Linked DNA regions of Mus musculus: region 1 is linked to region 2. A link is a contact called in public Micro-C data. All regions are on one chromosome and are shown on one strand. Each heading gives the region's core, a stretch centred on a gene start, on an enhancer-like site or on the middle of the called end of the contact. The rest is flanking DNA. Distances are from core to core; before and after follow the strand shown.

Region 1 (5,127 bases), core at 1,098-3,597, 44 kb before region 2:
GGAATGCATGACCTCTGAACTCAGTTTTTTCCTCCATAAAAAATGGAGGTAGTAACCTAACCGCAGAGACAATCAGAGAAGCAACGTTTGGTGCAGTGGTTGGCAGACAGTGCTCAATGGATAGCAGCTACAGCCATTTCCTCCTCCCTTCGGTTTGTACTTGGACAGGACATTTAAGTGGAGGAAGTTTCTTTGGTGGGAAGGAAGGCGAAGGAGGTTCACGAGGTCTCCAACCCCGGCACTCCAAACTCCTTAGCTCAAGGGAAAGGGGGCTGGCATTTGTCACCAGCCTTAGGTTAAGTTATCTTTGTGAATCAGGATGCTACTATCCACGCTTGTCACTGAGGAGGAAACCAGAAACGGAAGCCGCTTGCTTCTTCATCTGCCTTCCCAGAGCCAAGAGCGGCTTCTCTAATACCTGAATGTCAGACTGATCCACCAATCTCTTGTTATGTTACAGAAAGGGAAAAATGAGATAATTGGAGAAAATTTATCTGCTTAGGGAGACAGAGCTATAGAAGATGGTCTGAGAGAGATGGGGTGGTGGGAGGGGTGGGGGTGTAGGGGTGGGGTGACGGTAGGGGTACGGGGGATGAGGTGGGAGGATGATCGACTGACTCTGGGAAAGAACAGGACTAATTTTGTCACAGTTAAAGACAATATTTCATCATGTCTCATGGGCCAATTCTGCAGGGTCCATATCTGGATAGATAAGCTCGAATCTCACTACCTGGTCAACTACTTAATTTTGCAGTCCCGTTGTCTACTAAGATTGGTCAGTTGGGGTAAGGACCGTGAGTCTTTAGGAATTAGGTTCAAAAGTTGTATAAGACATCATATGTCATGGAGATCAGGTTCCATGTAGTCAGGGTCTGATTGCTAAAGTGAGGGCCTTTCTGCCCTTAACGTTGCCTCCGTTTGTCTCTACGGCAGGGCTGTAACAATTAATCAGGGGGTTATTGGCTCTCCACTGCAGACCCAGTGCTTCCTGGTTGAGGACTGTGCTGAAGGCCATGCCTGTCATCCTGATGGATATGTCCTTTTCCTGTTTATTCCATTTTGGTAATTCCTTCTGAAAGCGTAGGCCTTATCTTGGTCCATTTTGCGTTGCTACAACACAGTACCCGGAGCTGGACAGTGTGTATGGTTTGGCTTTATGGGATGGAGCCCAGTCACTGGGATGTGTATTCTTCAGGGGGATAGTGGGATAGACCCCAGACCCTTCCCCTTCCTGATGCTTTTGGTTCCCAGCTGTGAGGTTGGCAGCTTGACCTCTCCTGTTCCTGCTGCCATGTGCCACACTGGCTCAGAGAAGGGGAGCAGTTGATTGTGAGCTGAAACCTTCAAGACAGAGTCAACGCAAACCTTTCTCTTTATAAGTCACTCCCCTCAGCTCTTTGTTATGGAAACAGAAAGCTGCTAGCGAGGGAGGAGCAAGCATGGCGGTGCAGTTATAGATGGTTTGCTTTTATTCTTCTCTGGTAGTGCTTCTGTGTTTGACCTGTGTTCTTTAAGATTTTGTTTGCTGTATTTTGGTGGGAGAGGCTGAGACTCAGTTTCATGTAGCCCAGGCTGGCCTTGGACTCCCCTTGTAGCTGAGGATGACCTTCAACTCCTGATCCGCATTGTTCTTTAGGATTTAGGTTCTAGAAGTGGGGGTGGAGTGGGAGGGGCATTGGGTTACCTTTGTCTCGCTTTGTTTTGCCGACAGCACACCTCGCCTACAGTCCCGTGTTTAATACTTGTGGGGTTTAGCCTTCACGCAACAAGCACACAGCTATTCAGTGAACTAGTTGGATGATGTGGGCAGTTCTCACAAAACCACCGGTGTGGGGGTGGGGTGGGGAAGCAGAACAATTCTTCTCTAAGCTCAAGTGCGGGGGTGGGGGGAGGGTGGGGGGGGTAAGAGTCTTCTGTAGACCTCAGGTTCTTAACTTCCTAACCCCAGCTGCAAGGGGTTGAAGGAAGATACGGTGGACTTTAAGGAAGTTGCCTGCCACCACCACTTTCCAGCTGTGAAGGCTAGTCCTGGAGGATGTACTGAAGGGGGGTGGGGAGAGGGCGGCAGCAGGGGGAGGGGCGGGAGTTGCTGGGAGGGGCAAAGCAGTTTCCAGTGGCACTGTTAGCTTGCTGGTCTTCTTTACCTTTCGTTAAGGTGAGAGCACACGGGAGCAGGTGCCTGTGTAGAATTTCTCTTGCCTGTGTTATCTTGAGATTAACACGTGCCTGACATTAGACCGTCAACCTTGCATCCAACACACTCACCTTCTCGGCTCTCCCCGGGCATTGGGTTGCAGCAGTTGCTAAGCAACCAGGTTATCTGTAGCAGTTTCTGGTTGGTCAGCAGGTGCAGAAGGCGGACCAATACCACAGTTCCTATCGGAGACTTCCAGCCCTGAGATACCCCAGGGATGGAATTTGAACTCTGCTGCCTCTAAGCAAATCTGACCTCCATATCCTAGGAGATCCTTCTTCCTGGAGCTGGGGGTCTGCCTTTTGAGACTGGGAGAAATAACATGGAGTTATAAAATGATAGATTCAAACTTCAACTACGTGGACCAAGAAGTTTACAAATTCTAGAGGAGTTTAAGATGATTTATAACAAAACTCTCCATCTTCTTTTGTACATAAACCTGCACAAAACATGGTTGACTATTTTACTTTGCACCAGAGAGTTCAGGAAACTATTTATTGTGGGGGTCAGGAAGGTATTAACCCCATCAGACTCCCACCTCAGGGGTCCTAAGAGGTAGATAGCCATTGTTTTTCTTCTTTTTTTTACATCTCACTGGAACTACACTCATCTCTAAGGTCTCCTCAGAGCCAAGTTCTGCCTTTTATTATAAATTACCAGGAAGTACCTTAGAGCCTCTGTGAAACTCGGGCATGATGGTAGAGGTTAACTGGTATTGGCCAGTATAAAGCGACCTCCCTTCTAGGGAATGTTTTGCTATGGCTGGGTGTTTAGCCAGTGCTGGAGCAGTGGCCTTCTCACGCCAGTCACTGTCATGGAGTCCAGTACACATCGAATATTACATTTCTCTCCAAATGTTATAATACAGTCCTGTGACACTCAGGTGGGGATAAGTTCCTATAATTGCATTGTTTGGTGATTTTGTCATTTTTCAAAGATCAAAGAATTGGTGAACCCACACAAGCCGAGGAAGTCCAGGTCAGTCTCTCAATGGTGTGATCAGGAAATATGGGGGTAGGAGGGGTTAGTGAGAGGAAGGTGAGTGGAGGGTACCCTTCCCACCTCCCCAACTGTGGATCAGAGTGAACCAAGCCAGTGCTTCTTCACCTAACTGTCTGTATCCAGCACATCTTTGGGAATATCGTTGGTCTAAGACAGGAGCCATGTTCCCACAGGCTTTGCCTAAGCCCTTGGCAAGTCCAATGAGAGACTGGCTTTCCAGCATCCCCAGGCTGCCTTTTCCCAGGACTGTGTCTCTGCAGAGCCTCATACCAGTGAGTCCTTCCATGGAGGCAGGACTAGAGCAGGAGAGAGACTACTACAGCCCTGTTGGGACTCTGTTCCCAGGGATGGGGCCATTCACTTTCTCTATCCCTGCTTCTTTTTAAGGGGCTCACGGTATCATAGGGATGGAAAAGTATTAAAATGTCAGGCGAGGCATGGTGGGGTGTGCCTTTACTCCCAGCACTCCAGAGGCAGAAGCAGGGAGATCTTTGGAGTTCTAGGCCAGCTTAGTCTACATAGTGAGTTCCAAGACAGCCAGGACTATGTAAAAAAAAAAAAGGGGGGGCTGTCTCAAAACAAACAAACAAACAAACAAACCAATGACATTCTAGAGCCAGCAAGATGGCTGACACCAAGTTTGAGGAGCTAAGTTCCATATCTAGAACCTACCTGGTAGAAGGATAGAACCAGTCCCCGAAAGTGTCCTCTGACTTTCCTATGTGTGCTATGGCATGCATGCATGTATGCATGCACGCACACACATACAGTTTTAAAAGTGTATCCCTCCCCTACTTCCACATCTGCAGGTAGGGTCCTCCCCACCTGACACCATTGTGAGGACCACGGGCTGTTCTAGCTCTGAAGGAAGTCGCAGTGGCCATGTAAGCCCAGGCCCATCAGCTTTTAGGGACGTCTTATGCCACACTAAAAGCAGTCTGCCTTGCTTGCAAATTTTTGCAAAGAAAACAACCAACCAGGCATCTCTCTAGCCAGTGAGGGGGGCAGTGCTATCCATCTCTCTTCTCCAGTGAACAGTGCCTCAACTCTGAATGATTAGGCTTGCCAAACCTTCACCTCAGGTGGAAAACTAAGTGCTGTCCCTTTAAGAGAAAGGGCTACAGGAGAAGGAGACATTAGCTAGCTTCAGGGCTGCTGAGGGATTTTGAGTCCAGAGTCAAGTGTTTTGTAAATACCCTCTCAATATTCACTCCCCATCTTCAGTTTTTAAGGTGCTGAGCTCTATTGATAGGATATAATTATTACCAGGAGGATGGAAGCACACACCTATCCAAACATGAGCCGCAGGCTGGAGATGCAGCCCAGTCTGTAGAGTAGCCTGTTAGCATGCAGGAAGCCCTGAGATTAATCTCCAATTCCAGAACAGTATCAAAACAGTTTGTGGGTATAATCCCAGCACTTGGGAGGCAGAGTCAGGAGGATCCTACACCGGGAGTTCAAGGTCAGCCTGAGTTATATGAAACACCCTCTCCCCTCTCAACACAAATGAAACTATGAGCAGCAACCAGCCAAACTGAGTTTTGTAATGTAGCCAGAGAGTTTTTAATCAGCAGCCTCTCGTAGCTAACCAAGCCTGCTTTATTTACTAGAAGCAGCTAATGGGCCACCTTTGCCCTACATTTGTCTAGCCTAGCCCCCTCAGTGGCTGCTCCAGACAGGCAGTGATGCTTTCAAAGTCTCTCTGCCTGGGCTATGCACGGCAGAAAGTGAACTTGGCATGGGTGCCACGTGTCAAATCTTGGCTGTGGCTCACTTCACCCTCTTTACCCTCTTAGGGAGCTTGTGGGCCTCCGGTTACTGCTTCTGCACCAAGGCGAGCCTGGGACCTCTTTGGATTTCCAGACCTGTCCCCTCCTCCCGCCACTGCTTTGTCATACACTTAGTACTCAGCCAATGACTTGTTTTGGATT
Region 2 (4,929 bases), core at 1,035-3,534:
AAACACCCATCTCTACCCTACCTCCAATCTCAAAAATCCCCTCTGCACAAAAGGCTCCACCTTTCCAGGTCTGAAACCTCCCCTAGACCATACCTCCAACTGTGGGGTAAACATCCACACACATGAGCCTCTCGGGGACATTCTGTGTCCTTTCTGCTTGGTGAACAGAGGTCCTTTTATGCTTTGTTCAGGAACTTCTACCTGCAAGGTGAGGACGGACCTGTGGCCTACTGGGTTGGTGGAGACAAAATCCCCAGCCTGCCTTGGCAGTTTGGTTTTCCCCTTTACAGGACAATGTGCCGCCTATCTGAACTCACTGCTGTTGCTGCCCTCTGCTGTTTCTATTGAGAATTACAGGGTACTGGGTTCCTGGGGCTGCCGGGCTGGTAAAATGCCACGTTTGTGGTGGGGATCCCTGACGTGCATTCTGCTTAAGATTTGATTAAGCATCCTAGAATTCATTTTCGAGGCACCTTCACACCTCCGCCCTTCACTTTGACATGGACATACAACCCGCAGCAGCTTCTGGGTGCTGCTTGCAAATGCAACCACATAGAGCCCAGCCTTCCCACAACTGAATGTTAACAGTCAATTCTCAAACCGTTTTACTTTCTCCTTTTGTTTGTGCCCCATGACATGCCCAGACTGGAGTGGAGTCTCAAATATGCTATGACTTCCATTTCATACACACATGTCCAGGTTGTCATTTCCTGCCATTATGATTTAGTGAGTACTTTAAAAAGTGGCAATTGGCGTGGACCCAGGCCCTTTTGTATGCTATCTGAGGGTTTCTATTGCGGTGATGAAACAGCCTGACCAAAAAGCAAGTTGGGGAGGAAAGGGTTTATGAGGCTTACACTTCAACAGACCTGTTCATCACTGGAGGAAGTCAGGACAGGAACTCAAATAGGGTAGGAACCCAGAGGTAGGAGCTGGTGCGGAGGCCATGGAGGGATGCTGCTTACTGCCTTGCTCCCCATGACTTGCTCAGCCTGCTTTCTTACAGAACCCGGGGCCACCACAATAGGCTGGACCCTCCATCAATCACTAATTAAGAAAAAGCTGGGTCTCATGGAGGTGTCTTCTCATTTGAGGCTTCCTCCTTTCAGTCACTCTAGCTTGTGTCAGGTTGAGGTAAGATTAGCCAGCTCAGCATGTGACTTCACCACTAGCTGCACTCACTCACAGCCTTAAAAATCCCTAACTCTCCGGCCCAGGTACTGCTTTCTCTGCAGTAATTTCCCAACACTCATGGGGACAGCGCCTCACTGCGGCCGTGTTACCTCCTTGGCTTGTTACTGTGATAAAAATACTTGAAGAGACCTCGGGAGGAAGGGCTTACAATGTGAGTGAGCCAGATTGGCACTAACAATCCAAAAAACGAATCAGTAGTCCGTCCCAGACAGCTATATCTTCCTAATAGTTCCCTAATTCAGTCCTTGCTTCCAACTCAGTGCCACCTGGGGATGGACAAAGAACATGCTCTCCGTGACAAATCACACAGGATGCCCCAGTTCTGTCCAGCGGCTCGCAGCTTCCCCAAGCAAGCAGCCTTAACTGACTGCGCGCTTGGCATTCTAGGTCTGAGTAGCTGCCAAAAGGCAAATGGCAGCAACTGCCCCTTTGCACAGTAAACGATGAACAAATGGTTTTGCTTATCCCTCCTTGATCATTGGGGGACCAATAAGTTTTTGTTTTTAAGTTTTAAATATTTGTGTATAAAGGTTTTGTCTGCGTGCATGAGCACCATGCGCGTGCCCCGTACTGGCAGAAATCAGAAGGGGTAGTTTGGAATTCCTGCAACTGGAGTTATTGATGGTTGTGAATCACCACGTGAGTGCTGGGATTTGAACCCGGGTTCTGTACAAAAGCCGTAAGTGCTCTTAATTGTCGAGCTATCTCTCCTGCCCATCACTCAGTTTTTAATAGCTGAGGACTTAACTGATTTGCTTTCTCATGGTCACTTGGAACGTTTGGAAGAAGAAGTGCAGCCCAATCGATTAGCAAAGGCTCGTTTCCGATTTTCCACCGGGCGAGGTGGAAGAAACACCGCCTGAGGGATCCCGGTTTCCACGGGGCAGAAGAGTGCCCTAAGCAAGCACTCTGAACGAAGGGGAGACGATCACCAGGGTTTCGGGATCGAGGTGAGAGGGACAGACGTGGATACTCAAGGGCGCACAGACTCGGCCGCTACCACCTCTCAGGGCTTCAGCTTCACCCGGTTAACATCCACGTGTGGGTGGGACTCCCAGCAGATGTCCTCTGCGCACGCGCATCCGGGGCGACGTCACGTCCGGCGGCGGGAGTTAGAGGCGGAGAGGGCCGGGCCGGGTGTCTCATGGCATCGCTCCCCTCGCTCGCTCGGCCCTGACGCTTATGGTTCCGTCTGCCTGCCGGTAGCACAGCGTTGCCGGGCCGGTTCTCCGCCGCCTCCCGGATCTCTGAGTCTGAGCCGGGTGTGTTTGCTCTACTCGAGGTGAAGCGTGCATACCGGGAGAGCGGGGCCTGGGGCTTCACTGGGTTGTGGGCACCTTTCCCGCAGGTGGAGTCACCTGGGCAAGATTTGACAGCGCATCTTTCAGGGCGACTCCTGTGCCATCACAGTGCAGTCCCAGGAATGCTGTCGATAGACGACAGGGGCAGCGAATGCTTAAAAATACAAAAACCAAAAGAGCCCTCAAACTACAGATTGCATTTTAATCTTTGGGTTTTTTTTTTTTAACAGCTATGAAGAGGCCGTGGAACTCTTTAAAGGCAATTCTAAATTCTAAATAGCTTTTTTCAAAAATGAATTGCAATCTTCCCCATAACAGAAGCTGTTCAGATATCTAACTCCCAACAAGAAGTCCAAACTCCCCTGGTTATCTGGGGACGTCTCGGGGGCTTTTAGTAGCTGAGGACTTTATTCTTTGGAAGAATGTTTGCATCTTTAGTGCCTAGTCACTAAACCTAGTTTGATCTTTTCTTTTGGTTTACCATTAATATCACAAAGACTGTTCTGAAAGAATTATGTATTCTCTGAGATGATTTGAGTGCTCTTGCCAGATTTTTAGCCGTCTTCTGGTTATACTTTAATGCTTTTTCTCTGTTGGAGTTTTGTATTTTGATAATACAAAACTTGGTAGAATTGTGTTTATAGGAAGAAAAATAAGGGCAGGACTTAGGGCTTCCCTCCACCCCCTTCTAATTTCTCCAAATGCCTATTTTCGAGAGGACAGCTAAGCAAAACAAAACAAAAACCAAACCAAAACAAACAAACAAACAAAAAAGGAAATTAAGGTCACCTAGAATTTTACTAACTGAATAACTTGTTAATATTTTGGATGTCTCCTCTTATTTTAAAACATACCTATCTTGGACCAGAAGCCGTGGTCCACACCTTTTACCCCCCGCACCTAGGAGGCAGAGAGTTTGAGGCCAGCCTGGGCTACTTAGTGAGACCTTAGTTGTAAAACTGGAAGCAGAATTAGTACACACCACTGGTTAGCCCCATTTATATAACATATCCTGCCAGCTTTTCTAATTCATCTTATTTGTTCATTTGTATTTTGTTCATTCATGAGAACAAGGTATTTCATTGTGCCAGGGGTTCTTATAAGAAGGAACCCTAGAGGCCCCCTCTGTGCTACCTATTTTAGTAGCTTGGAGGGCAGCTGACCTATATCTTCATATCTATATCTTTGGCCAAGTTGCATTAGGAAGGTGGGATAGGGTTGTGTGGATCCAAAGATTTAATGCTCCTTGCTTAGGGCCAGGCAATTTATCATATTTGACTTATTGAAAAGGCCGAGAAAAATCACCTAATGTCCTTCCCAATTCTTCTTTCTTTGGTTTTAGGCTCACCTAAAAAAAATCCCTCCAAGGATGAAACATGACTGACGACTCTCAGAGGAACTTTCGATCAGTCTACTATGAGAAAGTCGGGTTTCGTGGTGTCGAAGAAAAGAAATCACTGGAAATCCTCCTGAAAGATGACCGTTTGGGTGAGTCTCAGCTGCATATGTTCATTAGTTCAAAGTTACCAGGTAAATATTTCTGCAAAAGACTCAAAGCAGTACTTATTACTTGGTGTGTGTGTGTGTGTGTGTGTGTGTGTGTGTGTGTAATCAGAGTGGTGTAGTTTAAGGAAAATTGAAGATTTTTCAGATTCATTGAGAGGCAGAAGGTTGTTATAAAGCTTCGTAAAAAGCAGACATTGCTTAGTGTGGTGGTGGAAAACATTTATCCTGGCAGTGTGGAAGCAGAGGCAGGGGGATCTTTGACTCCAAGGGCACCCTGGTCTTAATGAAGAGTTCTAGGGCAGCCAGGGGATAAATAATAAGGCACCTTCAATTCATTTAAAAATAAATTGATTCTATTTTTTTATTAAGCTTATATATTTCATCTCAATTTCTAGACATAGCACCGTGGTTTCTAGGTAAACTGTGCAAGACCCCTGGTTATGATTTTCTTTTGTGGAAGATAATCCTTCAGTACAGATTTATATTCGATTTGTCTTAAGCTAACAATAATAAAGTCCTTTTTTTTTTTACAGTAAAACAGAACCATAGTATAAAAACAAACTTAAGTGCTTCTTGTTGTTGGAAGAGCTGGGAATAGAACCCAGGGTCTAGCCCATGCTAAGGCATGCTCTACCACTGAGCCGCACGGTGTCCCCACCCAATTCTGTAAGTAATGCCCATGGTAGAGGGGATGTAGTAGTAGATGAAAAATCCATCTCTATGCTGCAACAGTGCTGCAGAGATAGCTTGGTTGGTAGGAGATGTGGATTAGAAGTGAGGCCACTATGGCTTTTCCTAAGTCGGCTGCTGATCATGCAGTGGAATTCTCCTGCAGGCACGTGTGAGCTAGGCGGTTTTAAGAAGTGAAATTGCACGTTCAGTGCTGTGAGCCCACGGGACATTTCTAACTGTTCTTTTCCTTCCTCTA

Evidence for each region. A called contact is a pair of places that touch in the nucleus more often than the background predicts.
Region 1: a contact with region 2 is called in a Micro-C map of embryonic stem cells, with 1.9 times the contacts expected there. The contact joins the enhancer-like site here to the promoter of Tbc1d7 in region 2. A contact is called at or near these places in 1 of 15 datasets of contacts at CTCF or cohesin (CD8 T cells), 33 of 484 Hi-C or Micro-C datasets (B cells, the C2C12 cell line, CD8 T cells and 11 more), 11 of 115 datasets of contacts at active chromatin or transcription factors (CD8 T cells, the HPC-7 cell line, effector CD8 T cells and 4 more) and 2 of 9 other capture datasets (adipose tissue and liver).

Annotation. Positions count from the first base shown.
Region 1 is chr13:43,212,436-43,217,562 of GRCm38.p6, reverse strand. The region is part of intron 1 of Gfod1 (glucose-fructose oxidoreductase domain containing 1); the gene reads left to right. Among named protein-coding and RNA genes, the nearest start is that of Gm40929, 43 kb to the right of the region's middle. Within about 2 kb of position 2,347, at least 92 of the 459 cell types and tissues checked have an H3K27ac peak or open chromatin away from gene starts, as enhancers often do. A contact at or near this core is called in CD8 T cells, centroblasts, effector CD8 T cells and 4 more, where this site is marked.
Region 2 is chr13:43,168,856-43,173,784 of GRCm38.p6, reverse strand. It overlaps Tbc1d7 (TBC1 domain family, member 7), which reads left to right and starts at 2,284. Exons shown (of 8, transcript NM_001252639.1): 1 at 2,284-2,476; 2 at 3,838-3,983. The coding sequence starts at 3,872. Gm40929 (a long non-coding RNA gene) reads right to left here and starts at 1,963. Exons shown (of 4, transcript XR_873309.3): 1 at 1,943-1,963; 2 at 94-201.